Linked DNA regions of Rattus norvegicus: region 1 is linked to region 2. Evidence: chromatin contacts called from public Hi-C data. All regions are on one chromosome and are shown on one strand. Each heading gives the region's core, a stretch centred on a gene start, on an enhancer-like site or on the middle of the called end of the contact. The rest is flanking DNA. Distances are from core to core; before and after follow the strand shown. Region 1 holds the start of Ntpcr (nucleoside-triphosphatase, cancer-related). Region 2 holds the start of Sipa1l2 (signal-induced proliferation-associated 1 like 2).

The links. A called contact is a pair of places that touch in the nucleus more often than the background predicts.
Region 1: a Hi-C map of hepatocytes shows a contact between it and region 2, with 2.1 times the contacts expected there. The contact joins the promoter of Ntpcr here to the promoter of Sipa1l2 in region 2. A contact is called at or near these places in 8 of 12 Hi-C or Micro-C datasets (the A7r5 cell line, frontal cortex, hepatocytes and 4 more).

What each region holds. Positions count from the first base shown.
Region 1 is chr19:70,596,663-70,602,816 of GRCr8, reverse strand. Ntpcr (nucleoside-triphosphatase, cancer-related) reads right to left here and starts at 4,001. Exons shown (of 5, transcript NM_001134573.1): 1 at 3,896-4,001; 2 at 2,014-2,176; 3 at 1,143-1,239. The coding sequence starts at 3,935.
Region 2 is chr19:70,433,382-70,439,622 of GRCr8, reverse strand. Sipa1l2 (signal-induced proliferation-associated 1 like 2) reads left to right here and starts at 1,850. Exons shown (of 23, transcript NM_001009704.2): 1 at 1,850-2,004.

The sequences.
Region 1 (6,154 bases), core at 2,752-5,251, 160 kb before region 2:
TGCGGTGCTCAGTGCCAGCAGAAATGCAGCCTGACAAACTATTTCCCACACGGGCAGTGGATGCCATGATACGTGGCCCCAGGAGCCCTGGGCAGCCGCCAACCCTTGTCACCCAGCCTCATTTTAGACCCCTCTCAGGGAGCTATCACTGCTTGGAGGTAGCAGGACAGAGCAGGACTCTTCCCAGGAAGATATAAACTAACGTCTATATAACCCAGAATATCAACCACAGATCAAAGCAACTGCCTCACCCAAGTCCATTTTGATGGCCCGAGTGTGTGGTTACGATCACTGCAGAAACATGAGTGGCTGTAAAACTGTGAGCCGCCTCTTTCCTTTTTCCATGAAAAACAAGAGCCGAGTTGTTGACCTGGCCAGCAAGCACATAAGAGCTCTTACGTAAGCCTGCAGCCAGACACCAGGCATGGGCACTTGCCTCTTCCCAGGATCCTGTTTGCCTGAGCAAAAATTAATTCTTTATATGGATCCGATGCTCAAAGCCGGACTCTCCACTCAGAATGTCATCAGACACATCTTACTGCTAAGGAGAGGGAGGCATGGGTGCCAGGGGAAGTAAGCATTCTCTGCCTTTTCCCAGCGTGTATCAACAGAGCAGCTTCCACGGCTCAGCCCAGAAATGGGGGGGAATGTTCAGAGGAACTGGGGAGGGGGAGAGGCAGAGGAGAGCTCGGTGGGATCCCAGCTCTACATCAACACAGACCACAGGATTCCCAGGCCTCTGAAAGTGGAGGCTGTCCTTAGCAGGCAGTGACCAGCTCCTCAGATAGGGCTCCAGGCTCCACCTAAGCGGTACCTACCACATGACAGTAGGCTCTGTGTACACAGAGCAGTGTAGACTATCCACACTATCAGCACACACTCAAGCAAGCTCTGTGCACCAGAACACAGGGACACAGACCTGCCTTAGAGCCTTCTGAACGGGAAATATTTTACACATGCTCTGGGCACATGACAGCTCAGGGGGACAGCAAATTGGACTGCCCAAGGCTCCGCGGCTGGAAGGCTTTATAAACCATAAAACAGCACCTGACTACAGGGGGAAAGCCATTGTGTTCAAGTGGCCAGCGAGTCCCACAATACAGAGGCTCCCCCGGCTCTCAGGACAGAAAACGTGTACTCACATTCCTTAGGACAGGTAGTACCAACTGCTCAAAAGAAGCCAGGTCCACCTCATACTGCCCCACTCGGCAGTCGGCCTTTCCAGGTAGAGGCTGTGACCTGAAAGAAGAGACTTTGTTGGAGGGGTCCCCACCGACGGCTCTCTGCACACACCCTTAACAATCTCCGTACCAAAGGTGGGAGTGTATAAGGTTGGACCCTCTGGGGTTTCTCTCCTGAATGTCAGCTCCATTCCGGCCAAATTCAGTCTTGTGGAGTAACCAACAGTGAGGTCCCTGCACCTCCAGTAAGCCCATGCACCACAGCACAAGAGCTGAACCCAATGTGGTGAGTCTCCTATCCTCACCCTAACTAATCGGGAGGCCGAGGCGAGAGAAGACAAGAGAACAAAAAGTTTAAGGGCTGTTTGGGCCATAGCTGAGTTCAAACCAGCTTGGGCAACTTAGACTTCCTCAAAATTAAAAAGTAAGCAAGGGGGTGTTGGGCATGATAGTGCGCGCCTTTAATCCCAGCACTAGGAGGCAAAGGCAGGAGGATCTCTAGGAGTTCCAGGTTAGCAGGGGCTACATAGCAAGACCTTGTATAAAAAACTAAGGTTAAAATTAAACAGAGGGCTGGGGGATATAACTTAGCGATAGAGGCTTGCCCACGACACTTCTGGGACTGGCCCCCATGCCAACTCCACGTTCTGTGAGACTCCCTGTCTCGGGGACTAGGGCAGAGAACAACAGAGCAGGACACCATGTGCCCCTGTTTGGCCTCTGTATGGACATATGGGCCACATGCATGTACACTCACACAGAGAAGAAATGCTCCCAAGAAGTACTGAGGCCAGGCTAGAGACAAAACCCCGCAGAAACAAAATACCAGTACCCAACTCTGGACAGAGGCCCCTGGGCACCAGACAGGGTGACGACATCGAATCCTATCCTCTTCCCTCCCTGCCTGACTTCTTGTGTGTAAAATCCATCTACAGGCAGCCCAGAAGACTGTAGGACCGTGATGGCTTTCTGGATCAAGGTTGTCTTGCCAACCCCTGAAAGAAACAAGGAAAGAAGACAGGTCGAGAGGTTTTTTACCTTGCCAAGTCCATCCGGCCTGCAAAAGCAATGGCTGGGAACAGAACAAGCTGGGAATGGCACTACCTGCCTGATTACCAGGGGTGAGGAATTTCCAACCCCAAGCAGAGGCAAGCACAGTGGTAAGTTTATTTCTAACACAGTCCCGGGATGTATCGGGGGCTTCCTTTCCTCCTAAACTTAAGCTCTGTTCTGGTTTAAATCTGAAGCATCCCTCCAGCCACACAAGTGTCTGATCAGGCAGATGGTCCTGAGTGGGGAGGTTGTTAAGCCTTTAGAGCAGGAAGCCTGGCTGCAAGGGTGGATCAGCGGTGGTGGGCCAGAGGGCTGCAGTATAATTTTTACAGATTTTAAGCAAAAGTAAGTTTGCGTCCACTGCAGATGAAGTCTAGAACAATACAGAACAAAAGGTCCCAGGCTTAGTTCCAGAGGGTGGAGTTCCCTGGGACTAGCCCCTTCAGTCTGCCTGCCTGTTGGTCTGTCATTCTTTTATTTAAATCCCAAACGCTGTCGCTGTCCCTGTCCCCCTCCCCCAGACACCAACCAAAGGTCTGTCACTTTCTTAACACTTCATTTCTGCTCTTATACTAAGCAGGCAGCACTTTTATTGTAAGAGGAGGAGAGTATATTTATGGACCAGCAAGATGCTTCAATGGGGTAAAGGTGTTTTTGCCTCCAAGCCTGAGGCCCACCTAGTGGAAGGAGAGAACCAACTCCCCAAAGTTGTCCTCTGACCTCCACACCTGCGCATACACTCACACACAGAAATAAATCTAATTTTCAAACTCCGTATACTCGTATTTCCAAAAAAACACACAGCAGCCCAGCAGCTCCTGATCCCAGAGGCTATCTCCTCACAGGGACCAGTATGTTAAGAACAGCTGATCAAAGCATAAAAAAGAAGCACGTGGGTCAGAGCCCCTCCCCAACCTCCCTTGTGCCTCTTCAGCTCTAGCAGAAGGCTGCTTGGGCTGAGTGAGTAACCAGAGAGTCCCCTCTAAGATGACTTACAGCTGCTGGTCAATATTTGGGAAGAGGCAAGGATGCTGACAAAGGATGCTTTCTTTCATAAGTCTCGATACTTGCTAGAGAGGCTTGGAAAGCCAAACCGTTTGGGGATAATTAGTGATAAGCAAACCAGCAGGCAGAGTGCACAAAAGCCTGGGGACTCCAAAGACACACCGGAGTGAAGTGAGGCCTGCGGCGCAAGGGGCAAACTAACTCGAAGACAGGAGGCAGGGGTGTGGTGCGAATCAAGGACTGACAGCTCTCCCTGGCTCTGGGTGGGGGTGGGGGTAAGCATGTGAGTCCGGTGTTCACTAAACCTCTCCTGAACATAGGTATGGACGATGGCTCCAGATGAACTCCACAGCAGGAAGCTGGGGACACAACTGTACACAGATTTCAAATGTAGGGCAGGCTGTGCAAGGCTGGCGCGCCTCCTACAACGGTCCTCTGCTCCCTCCCGAAGCCTCTGCCTGCTCAACTAACTCCAAAGAGTACAGCTGGGCCTCAGAGACCGGTGACAACCGATACTGGGGGACCTGAAACCAGTGCTCCGCTGTCCTCCTGGCCTTCTTTCCCGCCGGGCTGCAATACACCAAGCCAGGCCGGAGACCTAAGAGAGAGATCCAGGCACACTACCTCCCCGCCAAGTCCCGCAGGCCCCAGGTCACCTGGGGACCCGGTGAGGAACACATGCTGCGCCATGTGCATGGGGGTCCTGGTGCGGGCTGGTCCGGTTATACCTGCAGGCCAGGCCCAACCCCTTACGCTGAAGGTCACGCCCCTGCCGGCCGCGAAAGCACCGCCCCGTGGTCGCGCATGCGTTTCCACCTCCCCGCCCCCTCCTAACACACACGACGCATGCGCGTTCGTCCCTGCTCCTGGTGCTATATGGCAGCGGCTGCCTGCAGGCTCTGGGAACGATCCTGTGTGCCAGACTCACCTGAGATATCTGCACGGACGCATGCGTGGGAATGCCAGATTCTTTGCTATTGCTACTTAAGTATCTGAGTTCTGTAATTGAGACCCTCCACCCCAGGCTGCAAGTTAGCTCCTGTGTAGCAATAGAAACCCTCCTTAAAGGAACAGCCCTTGGTGGGATTTGAACTCCATGTACAGTGTTCACTTGGCTGTGGAGCAGTCAGCAGTCAACCTCAGTTTATCCTGGCATCCACCTCCTGAGATGAGTATCTGAGATAAGGTAGCAAGGGTCTAGTTTAAAGGTCTGATTTAGTTTTTTATTGCAACCTGGATGTAGAAGGAGCCTCCAGCTAGCTGAGCTGAGCGGCAGAAAGGGCTGGGGAAAGTAGAAACAAGAACAAAAGGGGGGGAGGTCCCTCTGCGAAGTTCTCTCCTTACATGGTTGAAATAGAACTTCCACACTGAGTTCATTCAGTTGACTGGGATGCCCCTGCTTGGGGGAAACTAGCCCAAAGCAGTTTTTTCAAAGCTCGATTTGATGGTCACCCTTAGTGTTAGTGACTGATTCCATTCCGGCCTGGTCTGGACTGCTAGGGTCTTGATTAGCAGCTTGGCCCAAAACAATGGCCTCCTGTAGACTGGAATAACTGGCGTTGGTCCTGAGAACCGCAACCTGTTTGCAGGAGGTTTTCAAGCCCGCCCAGGTTGCTGCCCACAGACTTCCTATCCCCAACCATGCCCCGAAGCCCCCACCTCTGCTTCATACCTCCACTCCTGACTGCTAACCAACAACCTCCTATGGCTCTCCCCGAGAGACAGTAAGCCGATCCTCATCTTAGTCGAGAGATTCATTCCACCAGCAAATGAAGTGGCAGTGGCCTTGGGCCCAATGTACCTGAAAACCCTTTCAGTCGAGCATGTGTCCAGCTGGGCTTGTGCTCCGTCACCCTCCATCCTGGATGAGAAAGCCATTTCCAGGAATCCTTACCCTCACTGGTTTGTGTATGTAACACGCACACACGCACACACACGCAAGCGCGAGCGCACACACACACACACACACACACACACACACACACGCACAGGCAAGCGCGCGCGCACGCACACACACTCTTTTGGACTCCCTTCAGCAACAAATGCCAATCTAACAGCTCAGTTTCCCGCTGTTTAAAAAGAAATTGCCTAAGAAGATTGGCAAGAACCACACCTGCCACTGTCACCCCAGCACTGTGGACAGCCCTGTATTACTCTAATGGTGTATCACTTACTATCCCGATGGGTAACCTGCCTCCCACCTCTTGCACCTGCATGCAGTCACCCCTAGGAGAGCCTATCACACAGAGAATACATGTATAGACTCCTAAGTGCTTCTCAAATCCAAAACATCCATTTTAGATATTAACCCTCTAGCACTTTCCACCACTGGCAAGAGGTCTGGAATTGTAAGGCTTGCTGGGGGTTGGGTTGTTTCCCGTACCTCGGTGCCAGATGTAGAGAATCAATATCAGAGGAAACAAAGAAAATGTCTACATAGATGTGCAGGGCCCTGGGCGCTCTCCCTCTCCCCTCTCATTCTCTCTTTAAAGACAGGATCTTTCTGTAGCCCAGGCTAGCTCAAGCTTCTCCTCCCTCGGTGTCCTCGGTGCCGCCTCTGAACCGTCTCCCATATCTCACCAGTGGTATTGGCCAGTGTTCATACAGAGCTGTGGCAAGGCTCAGTTCAAAGAGCTTTGTAAATTATACCAAACTCACAGAGAAACTCTTGCACACAGGGGAGGCTTGCCCAGGGCTACATCATCCATCCAGGAACACTATCCTTGTGTCTATGCAGCCTTTTCTCATGAAAATGTCTCTAAGCCCATCTGTGCTAATTACTATTCTCATTGCTGGCTCAAATACCTGACCGAAGCAGCACAAAAGCACAAAGGAGGAAGCTTTTGGGGGGGCACTCACCATGTGCAGGTACAGTCAGTCCAGTCCATGGTGACAGGATGTCTCAGCGACAGGAA
Region 2 (6,241 bases), core at 601-3,100:
TCGTTAAGAAAATTAAACTGGCTTTACTGTGCTAAAAGGAAAACAGATACAAGCAGCAGGCAGGATAGCTGGCCAGCTCAACTCCTTGGATTGGCTGGCACGGCTTTGAAATCTTAAGAGTGATGTAGGAATTACTTCATCAGAAGTTTAAAAAAAGTGTAGAAGAATTGTAGGGCAAGGGTTCCTAGAGCCTGCTTCCTTAAGAATTCCCAAGGTAATGAGGTCTTTGAAGGGCAGGGAGGGAGACTTGGGGGACAGTGACAGGAGATGATGAACCTAGGATATAGCTCACACTACCTTTCATTTGCTTGAGAGATCGCTTGCAGTCATGCATGTTCACTGCGTGAATGCAATGCCCAGAGAGGCCAGAAGAGGGCGTCTGATTCCCCTGGAACCGGAGTTACAGATGGTTGTGAGCTGCCACGGGGAGCCTGGTACAGCAGCCAGATCCTTGGCAAAAGCAAGGAGTGCTCTTAACTGCCGAGGAATTTGGCTCACACTGGCTTTTAGACAAGCTCAGTTGAATACTACATGGTTGGTATTTTTCTCTGAAACTTCAGCAATCTCCTTATCCTCGCCAAAAGAGGCATTTTATATTTGTTTTCTGTCAGACACCTGAGCCCATGGCCATGCCCTGCCTTCCTCTCTGGTGCTGTATTCCAGTCTCTGCCTGGGTTTAACCTGCACCCCCCCCACCCCACCCCCTACCACCACCACTAACAGAGCAGGGGCTGATAAAAGGGCTTCCCAGGAAGCACAAGCAGCACGGGTCGTTTATCCCGTGTTTGTGGAATGCATACACAATTTCGCAAACACTAGGTATAGGGAGACCATCCGGAAAGACCTCAAAGTCTGGAAATCTCGGGAGCTTAGTAATGTCATATCCGGGTTGCCGGCATGTTTTACCAGGCCCATTCCTACGCGTTGTTCCGGTATTATAAAATAATACATAAGAAATTGGACAATGTGCACCGGGAGAAATACCGCTTGGGTGGGGGCCCACTGTTTAAACTTCATCAGGGTGTGTGCCCGTAGTAGGAAGCACGGCGAAGGGGAAGGAGAGATAACATTATTAACATTTATCTCTCCCAGGGAGGAGTTCAAAGTCCCAAACAAACCGGATCAGGACTCTGGGGACGCAAGGTGAAGCCGGCTCGGAAAATCCTGCCACTGGCTCTGGCCTTATTTACTGCTCCTCCCGCCTGTGCGGATGCAGGTCAGAACAGAGCCCAACGCAGGTCTTCTGCAGCGGGCCGCAGGTGAGGCTCCCGGCGGGGATAGACAGGGCCGGAACACCGAGAGCAGGCGTGGACTGGCTCTGGGCACAGGTTCCCCGGCCCGCGCAACTGTGGCTTGCACTTTTGCGTCAAGCGCGTCCCCCAGGCTTCACCAGGCTTGGCGACTCTCAGGGGTCCGGATATGGTGCAAGCATTGTAGGGCTGAGAGTCCACACCCGAAGAGCATTGGTCGCTCCGAGGGAGCCCCGGGTTGCGAGCACTCCGAAGCCGGTCGCCTGCCCCTGTAAGCTCAGGGCTCGCGCTCACTGCGACCGGGAGAACCGCTCCCCCGAGGACGCTCGCGCGCGCCCGACGGCGAGGGGCGAGTCTGGCCAGGAGGCGCGCCAGTGGGCGTGGGCGGAGCGCCCGGGGCGGGGCTTGTCCGACTGGCCAATGGGCGTGGGCGGAGCTCTAGGGGCGGGGACCGTCCGGGCACCGGCCAATGAAAGGGGGCGGCGCGCTCGGGGTGGGGCCTGTCGGGGCACCGGCCAATGGGCGGGGGCGGAGCGCGTGGGGGCGGTGCCGGGGCGGGCGGCGGCGGCGGGAGCCGGCTGCAGACGGAGCCGGGCGGCCGAGGACGCAGCGCGGCGCCTGGCGACAGCTCGAGCCGCGGGCGCAGCGGCCGCGCGGGGAGTGCGCCAATGGGTAGCGCGGGACGGCGGCGGGCGGCGAGGCCCTGGCTTCTGCGCGCCGGCCCTGGCGGGGCCCAGAGGACCGCCGCTCCGAGGTGCGTGCCCGGGGGAGGGGTGCGGGGTGCGTCCGATGGCGCGGTGCGCAGGGCGCGGGGACCGGACCTGCCGGGCTGCGCGCAACTTGCGGGCCGCTCCCCCGGGGCTCCCGCTCCTTTGTACGCGCGGGCTCGCGTCTCCGCGGGTGAGGACCGCGGTCCGGGAGCGACCGGCAGCGCCCGCACGTTCATTTGAGCCTGGTCGCAGTATCCCGAGGAATCAATTTCGGCTCGTCTCCCCGAGAGCGAGAGCAGAGGACAACTTGGCGTCACCCCTCGGGGAGACGTTTGTCGTCATTAACCGGCTTCGGCTACATTAATTCAGCCCCGGCCAACGTCAGAGCGGGCGAACGGACAGCAAGTGCGCCCTCAGGAATTGGGGCTCGGCGATACCTGATTTTGTTCAAAACAGGTCTTAGGCGCTTTGGATCCTGCTCAGAGTTGACTCGGTCTGCGCAAGGGTGGCTGGCTCTAAGAAAGAAGGCCAAGCAGCGAGGGGGGAAAGGGCAGAGTGAAAAACACCCCGAAACCCAAGTCACCCGCAGAAAACGGGGGGTCTTGATTATTCTCATTGGTTTTCCCAGTAACTTCAAAATAGTCCCAGAAATGTTCCTTTTGTCTGCGGTTTCACTTCTAAACTTTAACACTAGATGGCTTTCTTATGACGGGCATTTAATCCGCTGCCCGACTGAGTTTCCTGCGTCTGCAGCCTAGGCTGGGATTTATATTTATTTATTTAACGTCTTAACAAATTGGAACGAAAGGAAGAAACTATCCCAAACTGCTGCACTGTTTGAGACATACTACTCAACCCTGTAAGGCTTAAACTGGTTATTTTTTTAATTTTTTCCCCGAATATGGAAAGTGGGCTTTGGTCTCTAAAGATGAACGTGAGCGAGCTGCATTTTACTCCGCTCTGCATCGCGCGTTGACTTCTTTGGAGGATGTCGAGTTCTCGGGTGGGTTTGGTGATTACAGGTCGCATGGATTTCTGCGGGCTGTTAATCGCTGGCTGGGGTTAGTTTAGAGGTTTCCGGAACAGGCAGAGATGGGATCTAATACGGGTAGGGGGGGTGAGGGGTGGGGGGAACAGTCTATCTTCAATTTTGGGCTTGTGCAGGGCTGTTCATGCCTAAGGGTTGACCAGCGGCGTTTGAGGAAAGATCTGTAGCCCTGTGCGTCTGCCTGAGTCATACTGAGGATTGTGTCACAGACCTCTGCATTTCCTTCTCCCCTGGTGAGAGCTGGTTCGTCTTTTCCCAGCACTGCTCTTTAATGACTAGTACAGTCTAGTCATCAAACTAGCCCCTCTAGTTAACTGATCCAGTGGCCCCAGCAGGTTTTATGTTCTGGGTTAAGTACATTTTTTGTTTGTTTGTTTGCTTGTTTTGTTTTTTTGATTTTTGTTTTTTTTTTGTTTTTGTTTTGTTTTGGAGGGGGTCGGATCTGGGACGTAAACCTAGAGGCTTGGGTGTTTGGTAGACAAGCACCCTACCACTAAGCTACATTTCCAGCCTCGTTTATTGTTATTTCAAAACAGTCAGCCACTTTTTATTATTTTGAAAGAAGTCTCACTAAGCTGCTGAGGCTGACCTCACAGGGTAGCTCAAACAGGCTTTGAACTTGTGGTCCTCCCTGCCTCATGAGTGGCTTGGATGACAGGTGTGCTCTGCCACGCCCCAGTTCTTATTCAGTACTTTTGCTGTACAAGTTAACCTCACAGCTAGCCCGAGTCTTGCCCTAGTAGGCAGACTTATTAGCTAAAGAAATTGGAATTGGCCTTTATAGTTATTTCTTGTGGCTTGCCTGGCTTAAAATATGACATGTTAAATTTGTATGTTCTAAATTAAAGTGTATTCATAAAAAGCTGAAGGGGAAAAAGCCCCGACTGGGTAGATGTCTGGGAAACGTAAGGAAACTGGGAAGACTTTTCCTCAGTACCCACGTGCTACCTATAGATGGGGTGAGGTGAACTTGCATAAGAAGCCCGGTAGACATTTGCTCTGGAGGATGGAGAGAGTGTGACACAGTATCCAGTTAGGATGTGGGGGTGGAGCTTCCGCCTGGGAGTGCAGGCTGAGAGTTGGGCTGAGAATTGCACTGTCTGGCTTGAGTATGTATTTTTTAGAACATGATTTTGTTATTGTAAAACATTAGGCTTTTGTCAAGAGCATTTGCTTTAGTACTCTGTAACGCCAACTTTTAGCCTCACTAGTGGAATTATCATCTTAGTATGGAATATACATTTGGAAGGTGCAATCTCCCTCCCCCAATCTGATTTTGCCTGGGCTCTTTGATACCTGAGCTTAGTCACCTTTTCAGAGCTTGGGGAATCCTCTTCACCTGACAGAAAAGGGACAGTTGGTTAGACACTTAGATCTATTTCTGAAATTGAGGAGGTGTTAGTACAAATCGTTATTATCTGGTAATTGAAACTGGCTCGCCCATGCTGTGCACAGACCTCGCAACTGTGCTTCTGTTTACATGGGTCTGCCCTCACCCTTTGCCCCAGCAGTACTTGTTAACTCCAGCTTTAGGAAACCTGGAATTGATTCTTTAAACTTCTGATCTCTTTGTGGAGGGAGTTTCAGATATGTGTCTTTACAAAGACAATGAATTTTAAGAAAACTTGGACTATGATTGTTTACTTGAATGAAATGTGAAGTCAAGCCTTGCAGAATACAAAGACCTGAGGCCTAGATTCTCTTCCTGTGCGTACATAGGCATTTCCTTTATGGGTGAGGAGAAGGGGCGAGAACCTTGAGGAGTCATTCTCTAGTTTGCAGGTGAGTTTGGATAAAGTATAGAGCACATTTCCTTTTGACTCCAAAACTATCAGTTTCTTTCTCTCTTTTTTTCATTTCATTTTTTATTATTTAGTGTGTGTGTGTGTGTGTGTGTGTGTGTGTCTGTCTGTCTGTTTGTCTGTCTGTCTGTGTGCATGGCATGGTGTATGTGTAGGTCAGAGGGCAACTTATAGAAGTCAATTCTCTCCTTTCATCATGAGGGCTCCTGGGACTGAACTCAGGGTTGGCAGCCAGTGCCTTTACCTACTGAGCCATCTTACCAGTCCCTTTTGTTTCTTTATTGTTTAAAATACATGTATTAGAGCAATAAAAATGTCTCTCTGGCCAGAATGGTTTATACTTCCCGTGATTACGAGTTCTGCTAGATTCCATGTATTGTAAGTTTGTGTATCGTGAACCTCCTTATATGGATTTATAGTTGCTAGGTTTACCTTTGAAATCGGTGACTCAGGAATTGCTTTTCTCTGCCAATCGCATTTAGCTATGACCCTTTTAAAGGGGTGGTAACCATGCATCTGGAATTCAAATGTCTCCCAACTTCAGGGGTAAATTGGTTTGCTGGTCTCTGACCCTGAGTACAGAGCGACAACAGTGGCTGGGGTCTGCAGCTCAGATCTGCAGCTGTTCTCCTGCCAGAGCCACTGTGGTGTAAGCTGCTCCTGAGACCTGGTTCCTGTGCAGTGTTGGGCAGAAACTGAGTCATGGGCAGCAAGTCAGGCTGTGAGCCAAGTATAATTGTCATGCCAGCATCTCTTTTCCAGAAAGGACTTCAGCAGAGCATGAATAGCTTCATGTGTACCACGTATCATTCATCTGCAAAATTTAGAAAACAGAACCAAGCCGTATGTGGTGGTGTACTCTGATGATCCCAGCACTGGGGAGCAGAGGCAGGAAGACCAGAAGTTCAAAGCCATCCTCAGCGAGTAGCCTGGGCTCCATAGGACCCTGGCTCACAGAAAAACAACATAAAAGCAGACTTTTAAGGAGGTTAGATTTATGCATTTGACTTTGCTACCCTAACCATATTATTTAAATATTACTTATTAACTATTATCGTGCATTTAATCAAGATAACATAGAACTGGATGTGGTAGCCCTTACTCGTGATCCCAGCACTAAGGAAGCTGAGACACGAGGATTGCTGGAAGTCTGAGGGTAGTCTGGACTACAGAGTTGGGGCCCCATCTCCAAACAACAAAAGAGAAGAAGAAAATAATAGGAGAAAAGATGTGTGCGCATGCACATGCGTATGAGTGTGTATGTAAGTATGTGTGTGTGAGGGTGTGTGTGTGCATGTGTGTGAGAGTATGTATATGTGGGTGCATGTGTGTGAATGTGTGCATGTGAGTGTGTAAGTATGTGTGCATGTGTGTGAGGGTGTGTGTACATGTGTGTGAGAGTATGTGTGTGTACATGTGATTATGTATGTG